Linked DNA regions of Sus scrofa: region 1 is linked to region 2. The links are chromatin contacts, called in public HiChIP or PLAC-seq maps. All regions are on one chromosome and are shown on one strand. Each heading gives the region's core, a stretch centred on a gene start, on an enhancer-like site or on the middle of the called end of the contact. The rest is flanking DNA. Distances are from core to core; before and after follow the strand shown. Region 1 holds the start of HEXIM1 (protein HEXIM1). Region 2 overlaps DCAKD (dephospho-CoA kinase domain-containing protein).

The links. HiChIP or PLAC-seq counts read pairs in DNA pulled down with a chosen protein or histone mark.
Region 1: an H3K27ac HiChIP or PLAC-seq map of skeletal muscle shows a contact between it and region 2. The contact joins the promoter of HEXIM1 here to the enhancer-like site in region 2. A contact is called at or near these places in 3 of 47 Hi-C or Micro-C datasets (heart right ventricle, liver and mesenteric adipose tissue) and 2 of 2 datasets of contacts at active chromatin or transcription factors (alveolar macrophages and skeletal muscle).

What each region holds. Positions count from the first base shown.
Region 1 is chr12:18,268,825-18,274,534 of Sscrofa11.1, forward strand. It overlaps HEXIM1 (protein HEXIM1), which reads right to left and starts at 1,265. Exons shown (of 1, transcript XM_003131323.5): 1 at 1-1,265. It overlaps ACBD4 (acyl-CoA-binding domain-containing protein 4), which reads right to left. Exons shown (of 10, transcript XM_003358011.4): 10 at 3,963-4,697. The coding sequence ends at 4,572.
Region 2 is chr12:18,347,295-18,353,304 of Sscrofa11.1, forward strand. All of the region lies in intron 1 of DCAKD (dephospho-CoA kinase domain-containing protein), which reads left to right. Among named protein-coding and RNA genes, the nearest start is that of DCAKD, 13 kb to the left of the region's middle. Within about 2 kb of position 3,522, at least 30 of the 83 cell types and tissues checked have an H3K27ac peak or open chromatin away from gene starts, as enhancers often do. A contact at or near this core is called in mesenteric adipose tissue and skeletal muscle, where this site is marked.

The sequences.
Region 1 (5,710 bases), core at 15-2,514, 81 kb before region 2:
ACTACCCGATGACGCTGACTCCGAGGGGCTGGATCCACAAAGGGTTAAATCCCCTGCCGCAGAGCCCACAAGGGGTTAAAGTCCCAGAGCCACCTCCTCCCACTTCCACGGGTGTCGCTCCAACCCGGGCTCCCAGTTCCCTAGGCCCGGCCGGAGCCTCAACCGAGGACAGACAAACTCATCTCCCCTTTGGCTCGATGCTCTGCTCAGCTCAGTTCTCCTCCGCCTCCTCCTCTTTTTCCTCCCGCCCTCCTCCCCCTTCCGACAGCTCCTCTTCCGCCTCCTCCCCCGACTTCCCCTCCCAACCTGCCTCTCCACCTGCCAACTTCCAACTGCTGCCTCCCAGCCCGCTGCGCCCCTTTTATATAGAAGCCGGGCTGCCCCGCCTATGCGCATGCGTAACGGAGTCCCCATCCCTGGAAGCTGGGAGTCGTAGTTCCCATCTTTCAGGCCCGCCATCCTCGCGCGCCGTGCGACGTAGCCAATCCCAGGACGCGTAGGGGGCGTCTTCCAGGCCGTCTCCTTCCATCGCTTATCGCTCGCTAGAGAAACGTGGGTCACCATTGGCCAAGAGGCCCACGTCTCGCTGAGGAAGGAAGGCCAATCGCAGAGAAGATGGGGCGGGTTCTGGACCATACCATTCTGCTTCGGGAATACGAGAAGATTCCATGGCTATGAGGGCCCACACAGAATATTTTTATGAAAAGGTGCGTCTTAAAGGCTTTTTTCGTATTCTGTCCTCAGCGGAAAGGTTCTGAAGGTCATAAACATGTGTTAACTAAAGCAGGAATGGTTTACTCCTAAAAAATAGTCCCTAAAGTGCAAAAGAGGGTTAAATTCTATAAAGAGAGATATTGGCCCAAGGCTAATAAGTCTTAGATTCCTAAGATTACAAGAATGGCTTCAGAGTGTGTAGCTAGTGACTGGGATTGACATTTGCGGAAGGATATTGTGAACACAATTTGTGTTTTTTAAAAAAGCGCATGAAGAGGTAAACAAATGAAGAATAAAAAGTGCCGCCTTAAAGGGACAGTGTGACCGCAATCTCGGACTAGGCCTCCAAAGATGAGAAGGCAGGTTCGAGTCCTGGGTGACGTCCACCTTCGGACTGGCCTTGGGGTTCTTGGCCGAAAGTGGCGGAGTCCCAGCCCCAGCGTGGTTTTTTTCAGGACTGCCGCCGCCCCAGGAGCCAGTGCAAAATGGTGGGCCGTGACCGAGTCTCTAGCCTGAGCGGGGGAAACGCTGGGTGTGCATGCTGTCCGGCCCGGGGCGGGAAGGCCTTGCCCCTGCCCCCTCCCCCCTTCCCCCGTCCCCGGGGCCTCAGGTTCTTTGGAAGAAAATGGCCTCCTGAGGCCTTCTTGGTCTCTTCACTTGGGAACCGACCAGGAAATGCCCAGATAGAAGAGTGCAGGGCGGCTGATGAGCTGCTTTCTTGGGGGGAGGGGTTTGAAATTAATAAAGAGTTGAAATAATCAATCCTGGCTACGCAGAGAGAGAGAGAGCAAAAGAGCCACCAAGGCTCTTCGTCAGTGGGCGCTAGGCAACACCCTGAGGAAAGCAGAGCCAGAGGCTCCCCCAGGAGGAAGTCTTGCCCAGAAATGGGGGCAGGGGGATTCTGGCCCAGAACTATGGGCAGATTCATGGGGGTGGGAGGGACATACTCTCCTTGGGAAAGTTCTCCAGATTCCAAGCTCCCGCCCAAAAGATAGGGCCCAGAAGTAGCCCAAACTCTGTTCAAATCACTTAAGCCTCTCTGTAATCTCAGTTGGCCATACACTCAGTGACCCATTCCTACTATTTCTTACTTACAGCCTTGTCTTATATTCCAGCTGCTTTCCACTGCACAACGTTCTTTTACACACAGAACCATTTGCTCCACCACAGCCCTGCGGGTTAGGCAGAGTAGGGATTATTGTCTCTATTTTAGAGATAAGAAACCTCTTTAATGCTCAGAAATTAAGTGATCTGTCCAGGGTCACATGACAACTAAGTGGCAGTTTAGGCCAGAGCAAAGGTCTTTGTGACCCCGTACCATTTTTCTTTGTCACAGACACAAAACTCTTTTTTTTCGTATGAACTCTGGATTTAGTTCCTTTTTTTCTTTTGCACCTGCAGCATATGGAAGTTCCCGGGCCAGAGGTCCAATCAGAGCTGCAGTTGGGGCCCACGCCACAGCAACACCAAATCTGAGCCACCTCTGCAAACTAAGCTGCAGCTTGCGGCAATACTGGATCCTTAAACCACTGAGTGAGGCCAGGGATTGAACCCACATCTTCACAGAGAGGTACGGTCCTTAACCCACTGAGCCACAACAGGAACTCCTGGATTTAGTTCCTTTTCATCCCCAACAGCTTCAGCCTAATTTAGGCTCTTATTTCTTCCTTTGGCAATGATTTGATAAGAGAGCACAATGATGAATAAAGTATCATCCTTGCTACTCAGGGACTGTTTGGAGAGACGACCCAACCACAGTAAGCCAGAATAGCAAGTGAAGAAAATCCTGGTGGGAGTTTATGAGCCAAATTGCTTAGGAGTTGAGAATTGTGGACAGATTTCATGCAGGAGATGACTTCTTGGCCGTCTTTGAGTAGCATGAAGTAGGGCATTCTACAAAGCACATGCAACTTGTCCAAAGAAAGGACCTGTCTGGAGACTCGGGAGCTGTCCTTGGGGAAGCGATGACGGGCACGCCCAAAGGGAAAAGGCAAGCAACAGTGCCCCTGGGGCACCTCCAGATGTTTTGAAATTGAACATCCTAGCCTGTTTCCCTGAGCTTCCAAGAACTCTGAAAAGCCTGCCCCTCCTCTGTGCTGCTCATCAGTCGCAGGTGCCCTGAGAGCAAGAACTGCCCCTCATACTGGGAGCGCCCTGAGGTAAAGGGATTTTGCAGAGAACTCCACAGTCACAGTTTCAGACACCAGAGGACGCCTGGCTATCCTCAGTCAGGGGCTTTGGAAGGTACAGCTGAGCCCAGCCTGGTCTACTGGATAGGGCTCAGCTGCATGGGCTCATTTGTCCTATTAGGGGAGGCGTGGCCAGACTCATGGGTTGTGGAATTCCAGAATTCTATGAAACAAGAGGCCAGGCACCCTGCTATTAGCTGAGGTTTAACTCTTCGCCAGGCATTTTACATGTCCTGCTCATATAAACCCCTGGACTGCCTTTACAACGAAGAGATCCTCGTCGTTATTCCACAAATAAGGTGACCCAGGCTCAGAGCAGTTAAGAGTCTTGCCCAGGTCACACAGCTAGTAAGTGCAAGTGGTGGAGCTGGCTTCCGCCCCAGGCCCGCATCCCCAGCACCAGCCTGGACCCTCTCTCCCTCCCCTTCAGATGTCCATCTTCACACAGGGGTTAACTCAAAATGCTGGAACCAGAGCAGCCCACAGCAGCTGGTGGCCCCCAGGGGTCTGTGCTCACTCGGGGAGGGGCGGGGACGAAGCTCCTGCAGGCCTTGGCCTTCCAGAAAGTTCCCTGGGCGCGGGAGAGGACTCTGGAAGCGAGCAGCCTAGGAGGGGGAAACAGGCAGTGGGCACTTACGGGGCCAGGGTCTCAGGTCCCTGGCCCTGCGCCGCGCGCGCGCGCGCGCGGCGCAGGGAGCAGCCGCCCTTCCTTCGGGCCGGGAAGAAGCCTGTGCCCAAGCCCCGCTGGACTCCTCCGGCCGCCCCCAGCTCACCGGTCCCCCGCACCCCTGTCCCCGACGGGAAGAGGGGCAGGGACGCAGCCTCGGCCCCACCCCCACCCCCGGCTGAGGGCCCCCACCCAGCCCTGGACGCCCCCGCAGCCCCTCCGGCCCCCCGGGTTGTGTGCCCTCCACTAGGCCCGGGAGGAGGAAGATGCTCCCTCGGGAACACCGGCCGCTGGCCTCTCCGGGCGGGCCGCGGGCGGCGGGGCAGGGGGAGGAAAGGGACTTGAGTCTCGCGCCTCCCGGACCCGCTCCCACCTCACTCCGTGGCAGCCCAGACGGCAGAAGATGAAGGTTTTATTTTATTTAGTGAAACATTCTTTAGTAAGTGAAGACGTCCTGAGTATTTGTGGGGGTAGGGCGGCCAGCCAAAGGGAGCGGACTCCCCTCCCCCAGGGCCAGCGCTCCCCGCCCTTCCCCAACTCTGCCGGGCCTCCTGGCCTTCTCCCGCAGCCTCCCAGCCAATCACTCTTCCAGGCCCCGGCCCAAGTCCCAGCTTGCCCACGAGCTGAGCCTCCTTGGGGAGTGGCAGGGGTGGGAGCGAGTCAGGTGACCTGGCGGGTGGGGAGGTCTGCGGAGGCTGAGACCCGGCAACCCCGCCCCCGAGCCGCTGGCCAACCCCGAACCGGGGCCGGGCACAGCCACCCTCGGGAGCTCGGGTGGGGGGTGAGGAGGGAGAGTCTCTGTAGAGCTGCAGGGGAAGCGGGGGTCTTACTTGGCCTCCTTTTAGGGGAGAGGTGCCAAGGCAAACCCGGATCACAGCCAGAAGAGGGTGGGAGCTGGGGTCAACGCTGTTTTCTCCCTAAACCCATAGGAAGGCTCAGGGCACAGCAAGACAGGGCTCAGAGCCTCCTCGGTTGGCTGCAGAGACCTCCGTCATGGAAAATCACCTCTTCTGGGTCCGAAACTGTCGCAAGAGCCACTGGACGATGAAGGGCCACAGGAGGAAGAAGAGCAGAGTGGGACCGGAGAGCCTGAGGGGCCAAGGCCTGGCACTGGGTGGGGACTTCTGCTGCCAAGAGGAGGGAGTCAGGCTCCAGCCCAGGCCTCAAGCACAGACTGGGCCCTCCCTAGGATCTTGCTTCCAGAACGCAAGTGGGAGCTTCTGCCTCCAGCTCCCCAGCCTGAGGACTGGGGCTCCCAGTGTGTCCCTGACATGCTGAGCCCCAATTCCCACATCCTCCTCCCTGGGCAGGAGCCAAAAGGCCAGAACGGTTGCCAGTGGAAGGACTAGCTTCCAGGCTGTCTCCTCTGAGCCATAAAGCAGTGATCCTGCTGGTACGGCCCAAAGACCCCATATTGTAAAGGATGTGCCACATCTTTCAAATGAGGACCCCGGATACTCAGATTTTAGTTTCTAAGTACCATTCTTTGCCGAAAGGAGGCAGGGCTCCTTGGAGAAGTGGCAGATTTCAGGTCTGGAGCAAAGAAGGTAGAAGTAAATGTGGGATGTCTTGTACCAGGAAGCAAGGAAGCTTTTAAAGATTAATGAGGCCAGGCGTTCCCGTCATGGCGCAGCGGAAACGAATCTGACTAGGAACCGGGAGGTTGAGGGTTCAATCCCTGGCATCACTCAGTGGATTAAGGATCTGGCATTGCTGTGAGCTGTGATGTAGGCCAGCAGCTACAGCTCTGATTCAACCCCTAGCCTGTGAACCTCCATTTGCCGAGGGTGTGGCCCTAAAAAGACAAAAATAAATAAAGATTGAAGTTCCCGTCATGGAGGAGCAGAATCGAATCTGGGCATCAAAAAGAATGATGACTGCAGTTGACTGAAATACTGAATCTTTAAAATCCATGAGTTCGTAATGATGGCCAAAAAGAAAGTTGAAAATATATCACTATTGAGGTGACTGTTAAATCAACTCCTTACTTTAAAAACAGATAATTAGGAGTTCCTGTGGTGGCTCATCGGAAACGAATCTGACTAGCATCCGTGAGAACGCAGGTTCGATCGCTGGCCTCACTCAGTGGGTTAAGGATCCGGTGTTGCCCTGAGCTGTAGTGTAGGCCACAGACATGGCT
Region 2 (6,010 bases), core at 2,272-4,771:
TGTTTTCTTTGGCAGACAAAGCTGAGGACTTAAGCCCTGGACACCACCTTCTCATAGCTCTGAGCGACTACTCCCAAGAGGTTAGGGAGGAGCCCGGGTATATAGGAGTTTCTGCAACAAAGACCCGGTAGTTGGGCCACTGTGCTGGCTTGATGGCTGCAGCATCCTTTGTGTACTAATGTGGCAGGTGACACTTTTCCTTCACGCCAGTCATGAGGCCCTGTAGGGCTCTGTAAGGACTTGGCTCCAACTCTGAGATGAAGCTCTTGGAGGGTTTTGGCAGAGGGTTGACATAATAGGATTTAGCATCACCTGGCTGCCAGGTTACAGACAGTTATATATAATCCCATGTTATATGCAAGGAAATAGAAGCCCCCAGCATGGAATTAAATTGCCTGAGGCCCCCCAGCTCGTTAAGGGACAAAGCTGCATTCCTAGCCCAGGCCCCTGTGACTTCCAAGCCCCTGAGATTTGGCACCCTGGGATCCTCTCTCGGCTTAAACGCCGGCATCACAGTCCAGTCCAAACCACCTTGCCCAGCCATAAAAGCTCCCTGGGGTGATGGTCTCTGCCTTGGAGAGAACTCTGGAAGAATGACCTGCTCCCTTCCTTCCCTGGATGTTGGTGAAGGCGGAGGGAGGGAGAGGGAGGCTGGCCGCCAACATCTTCTGGGAGGGCTCCCTCCCCATCACTGTCACCGGCAGCCACCCCCAGGGGGAGGTGGTAACTTAACAGGCCCAGCTGATGAAGAGAACTTGGACTCAGGTTTACATAGCAGCCTCTCACCAATAATGAAAGACCAGGCATGGAGAATCCATCGATAAAAATAGCACTTATTAGGTAACAGGAACAATATATTTTTGCAACCACTGGTTCTGTAAGAAAATAATTGGGTCCCAAGGCAGGAAACCACTAGTTTTCATGAATGATTATATTGATCATGGGAGCGAAATGGATCCATCCCCTCTGGAAAGGAATTCAAAGGAGAAGCATGTGGCTGATCAGGCCTGCCCACGGTGAGATCCTGGGCAGCTGCGAAAGAGGAGGGAAGGAGCTGGAAACTAAGGAGGGAGCGGCCTCTGGCCCCGTCGGCAGGTGGGGGCTGTTGATTGGGAGATGCCAAGCAAGAGAACTGGATTCCAAGCTAAGCCCTGGAGCTCTCCTGGGGAGGAAAGTGTGTCCATTCACAAAGCAGTTCCTTAACCTGCCAAACCTGGGATTTACTAGCAGCGAGCAGTGTGTTCTTTTTTTTTTTTTTTTTTTTTTTTTTTTTTTGCTGTTTAGGCATATGGAGGTTCCCAGGCTAGCCTAGGCCACTGCCACTGCAATGCAGGATCCAAGCTGCGTCTGCCACCACAGCTCACGGCAATGCCAGATCCCTGACCTGCTGAGCAAGGCTGGGAATGGAACCCGCAGCCTCATGGTTCTAGTCAGATTCGTTTCCGATGCGCCACAGTGGGGATTCCCAAGAGAGCAGCGTGTACCATTGGGAGAAGGAGCAGCCTGGGAGCCTCCCCTTTGGCACCCCACGCATTTCACCATGTATTTCCCCTTCCCGTTCCTGCTCTTGGAGTCATTCATTCTGTGCCCAGTCATCAGCCTGTCAGAACTAAAAGAGAACGTTGGTTGAGGGCTCCGTGTGTGCTGAGTACTGTTCTGAGCGCTTTTCTCATTTACTCTTGACAGCAGCCCAGAGTGGGTGCCTTGGGGAGTTCCCGTTGTGGCTCAGTGGTTAACAAATCCAACTAGGAACCATGAGGTTGCGGGTTCGATCCCTGGCCTTGCTCAGTGGGTTAAGGATCCAACATTGCCGTGTAGGTCGCAGACGAGACTCAGATCTGATGTTGCTGCAGCAAGTGTAGCCCTAAAAAGCAAAAAAAACTCAGTAGGTGACTTTAGCTCCATTTCACAGAAACTAAGTCAAAGAAGAAATAGCTCACCTGGTAATTGACAGAGACTCGACACCAGGCTAGATGTTGGACACCAAAGAGTGCACACTGGATGCATGGAATTTACTTTATCACATAGTCACGCAAAAGTACTGAGCACCACGGGTACCAGGGAAGGAGAGGAAGTGGTGAGCAAGGTCAGGGGCCTGATTTGGGTTGGGGGGTGGATGAAGCTTCTGAGAGAGGTGACCTGCACTGTCGCTGCTTTCAGGTCCTCATTCAGAGAGACCTCCCTGGTCCCTCATTTAAAGTAACCACCCCCGTCGATCTTGATACCCGCCCCCAATCAGCAGCGCCTCACTTGCTGTGAGCTTTTGGTTGCATATCCCTCTCCCTCACCCCTGCCCCACTGCGTTGAGTGTAAGCTTCGTGGGGGCAGGAGCAGTGGACGAGGAGTGATGGAGGGGTTGACGGCAGGAGGGTCACACAGGACCCAGTGGCCTCTGTGAGGGGCTAGGAGGAGGAGGAATACAGCGAACGTTTTAAACGGGAGTGACATGAGCAGATGGTGACTTTAAGCCACGACCCTGGCTGCCTTGGGAGGAGCAGGCAGGGACTGGAGGGTCAGGCCGCAAGGCCACCACAGCTGTCTGGACCCAGGGTGCTGGTGGCTGGGGTTAGCAGGCCGGCCCGTGGAGTTAGAAGTCCAGACAGCGTGGGGACAGTGGGGCTCCTTGTCTGGAGGCCCATGAAGCAATCCCCTCTCGTTTTTCCCTAGGAAGGCCTGCCAGAGAGGCCACGGGAGACCCTTCTTCCAAGTATATTTTCTGTCTCTTCTCTGGGCTTTGGAGGCCCAGGAAGTAAAAACCAAATGGCATTCGGGAGAGCCTCCGTGAGTGAGGCCCACCGTTAATGGAGCACAACAGGGCCTGTTCCCTGGTGGTCTCGTGGTTAGGACTTTCTAGCGCTTTCTTCGCTGCCGGCCCAGTTCAATCCCTGGTCTGGGAACTGAAATCCCACATCAAGCTGCTGCTCGCTGAGGCCAAAAAAAAAAAAAAAAGATGAATGGAGCACAGCAGAATTCCATCTTCACCAGACAGGGCTGCAGGCCCCCCTGTCTGACTCCAATCCTTACCCTGTCTACACCCTACTGCCTCTCCCTTGACCTGGAGAATGAGGGCTGAGGGAGGGTCGGGTGTGGCTCCCCCTGGGATGGAGTCCCACCTTGGCCAACCCCCTCCAGACCCGGGATGCAGCTTCCATCAGCTTCCCTGCGTTGCTCTGGAACCTGGCGGTGTCCTTACCTCTCCAGCCAAGCCAGCTCCTGGAACAGCTTTCGGTGCTGAGGAGGAAGAGTCCCGGCCCCCAGAGGTCCTGTCATTCTTTGGTTACTGTGGGAAGAGGGCCGAGCAGAAGGAAGCAGCAGTGGGACTCAGCCTCCCCCAGGGCTGGATGTCCGGCCCCTCGTCACAGACGTGGAGACTGAGGCTCACCAGGCCTGGCGTTGGCCGCTCAGCTGTTTCTAAGCACTGCCCGCCCCGGGCCAGGCTGCTGAGAAGGCTTCCTGCAGTCACACAGCTAGGTCTGTGGCAGAATACAGAGACGGGGACTCGGGCCTCTCGGCTTCCAGTCCACGACTTTCCCTTTCAGCCACGGAGCTGGTGCCTGGCTGGCTGGGACGTGAGGTCCCGCCCTAGATTCAGACTCAGGGGGCTGGAGTGGAGCCTGGGTTTCTGCATCTTTTCGAAAGTTTCACAGGGGATTCAGATCAGAGCCAGGTTTAGCAGTTACCGCGAGGCCCCCACTGCCTCCGTGTAAATGGCAGGAGGATGAGGGGGAAAACCGGAGCGGATTCCAGAAGATGATGATTTTTGAACCAGACCAGGAAGAGGGTTCTGAACACGGGATATCAAAGACTTTACTTCTCCAGTTACTTCTCTGGGGATCGGAGCTATGGGCCCGGTCTGGGTGGGACTTTGAGGCAGCTTGAAACCTGAAAGCTTCTGTACCTCTTTGCTGAACCTTGGGGGGCCGGGGGGCTCTTAGTCAGTGCAGCTCCTGGGCAGATCCACCCTGCCCCCTCCCCAGGCCCAGGGTGATACCACGTGACTGTGTGACTGCTCTCCTTCACCTGCCGGTGCTTTGTTTGTTACTGTCTCCAAATTTTCCTGAGGGGCCAGACCTGTGTTTTCCTTTGGTTGCTCAAGAGGTCTCAGCCCTGAGCTGCAGAGCCCAGGGGAGCTCAGTCAGCAGTTAGGTCAGGAGTGAACTATGGGGGCGCAGGGTGCTTGTCAGATGGGAACAGCTGATATTTGTCCAGCCCCTTTCAGCCAGGGGCCCACAGCCTCCTTAGGCAGGTGCTTCTCTGTCCCCATGGCCTTCTTGGCAGAGGCCAAGCAGCTGTTAGTCTGTTTCTAGATGATCGTCCAGGGCCCCCGAGAAGGGAGGCTGCTCATGAGGCTCTCAGCCCCCTGAGCCTGGGGCAGAGCCGAGCCTGGAATTTACATCTGGGCCCCGGTTACTGTTCCTAAGACCCAGCCCTCTATTCTGCAGAGGAAAAACACCAGTGTGATCAGCAAGAAGGAATTTTTCCCTTGGTCTCGCATTGATTGGCCTGCAGAAAAGGACACCATGCTTGCTTAGTCATACTTAATCTACATGTAAATGAATTTTCCATTCCCCGAGTACAGGAAGGCAGGGGTCTAGACTGGGAGTTGGGGCCCTGAATTCCACCCAGGCTATGCTAATAACCGGCCCTGGGCAAGTCTCTTCCTCTCTGGTCCTCCATCCTTAACACCATAAAGGAAGAATTAGAGTCCATCCCAGGCCCTGTTACACAGCAGAGCTGCCCAGATCCTGCCCCGCAGAGATCTGATTCAGGGGGTCTCGAGAGGGGTCCCAGGCCTGTGTACCGGCAGGAGTTAAAAGTCTGCCTGCCTGCAAGGTTTTCCAGGCCCCTTTACCCAACTTGGCAAACTTAGGTGACCAGGTGACACGGGCTGTCTTTGATGGATGAGAGGTCAGGGCCCTGAGGAGAACCAGCCGTCGCCCCTTCCCTCAGCTGCGGCCTGTCCTCAAGCCCCACGCCCAGGCCTCCAGGTGGGACTTCAGCCGAAGAGGAGATTCAGTGCTTTACAGACAGCAGGACAGAGTTGGGATTAAAACACGCTCGTGCTGGGTATTCCATTTCAAAACTTCAGCTGAGTGGATGATTTTTTTTTTTTTTTTTTTTTTTTTTTTTTTGGTCATTTTAGGGCCTCACCCATGGCATATAGTGGATCCCAGGCTAGGGGTTGAATCAGAGCTACAGATGCTGGCCTACGCCACAGCCACAGCAGTGCCAGATCTGAGCCATGTCTGTGACCCATGGCTCATGGCAATGCCAGATCCTCAACCCATTGAGCAAGGCCAGGGATCGAACCTGTGTCCTCATGGATGCTAGTCTGATTTGTTTCCACTGAGCCGCAATGGGAACTCCAGGATTTTTTTTTTTTCCACAGCTGAACCCTATCCTGAACTTCTCTTTTTGTAAGCTGGAGGGAGACCAACCTGGGGGCAACCCAGGTCTCAGGGAGATTGAGAAGAAGGGCTTCGTAAATAGTTGAATAATGTGGTTCGATCTCTCCATTTGGATGATGATTCTGGTGGATGTTTTCCTCTCTCCGCCCCTGGGTTCCCTGGGTGAGAATGAGCCTGGGAGATTTAACTTCTAGATTGGTGTCCTCGCCGCCCCAAGCCACCTCCTCAGCCCACATCGGAGCGGCTGCCTCCCCTGTCATTTGGTGTGTCCTCAAGAGAGGCAGACTCCTTTCAGTATAAGTGCAAGGAAGCAATTAGGACAGTAAATCTGCTGTTTAACCAAAAAAAAAAAAAAAGTCCTATGACAGATTTTAAGGTCCTGGAGAAGTGATTTCACACTGAAGGAGGGGGGGAGAGACCTGGCCTTCGATTTAATTTCTCCCAACTTGGGAACAAAGGCTAAGACGCGGTGATCATATTTACGCCTGAAAATGCAGCACGACTTCAAGTCTACTGTGAGGAGTTCCCATCCTGGCTCAGTGGAAACGAATCTGACTAGTGTCCACGAGGATGCAGCTTCAATCCCTGGCCTCGACTAGTGG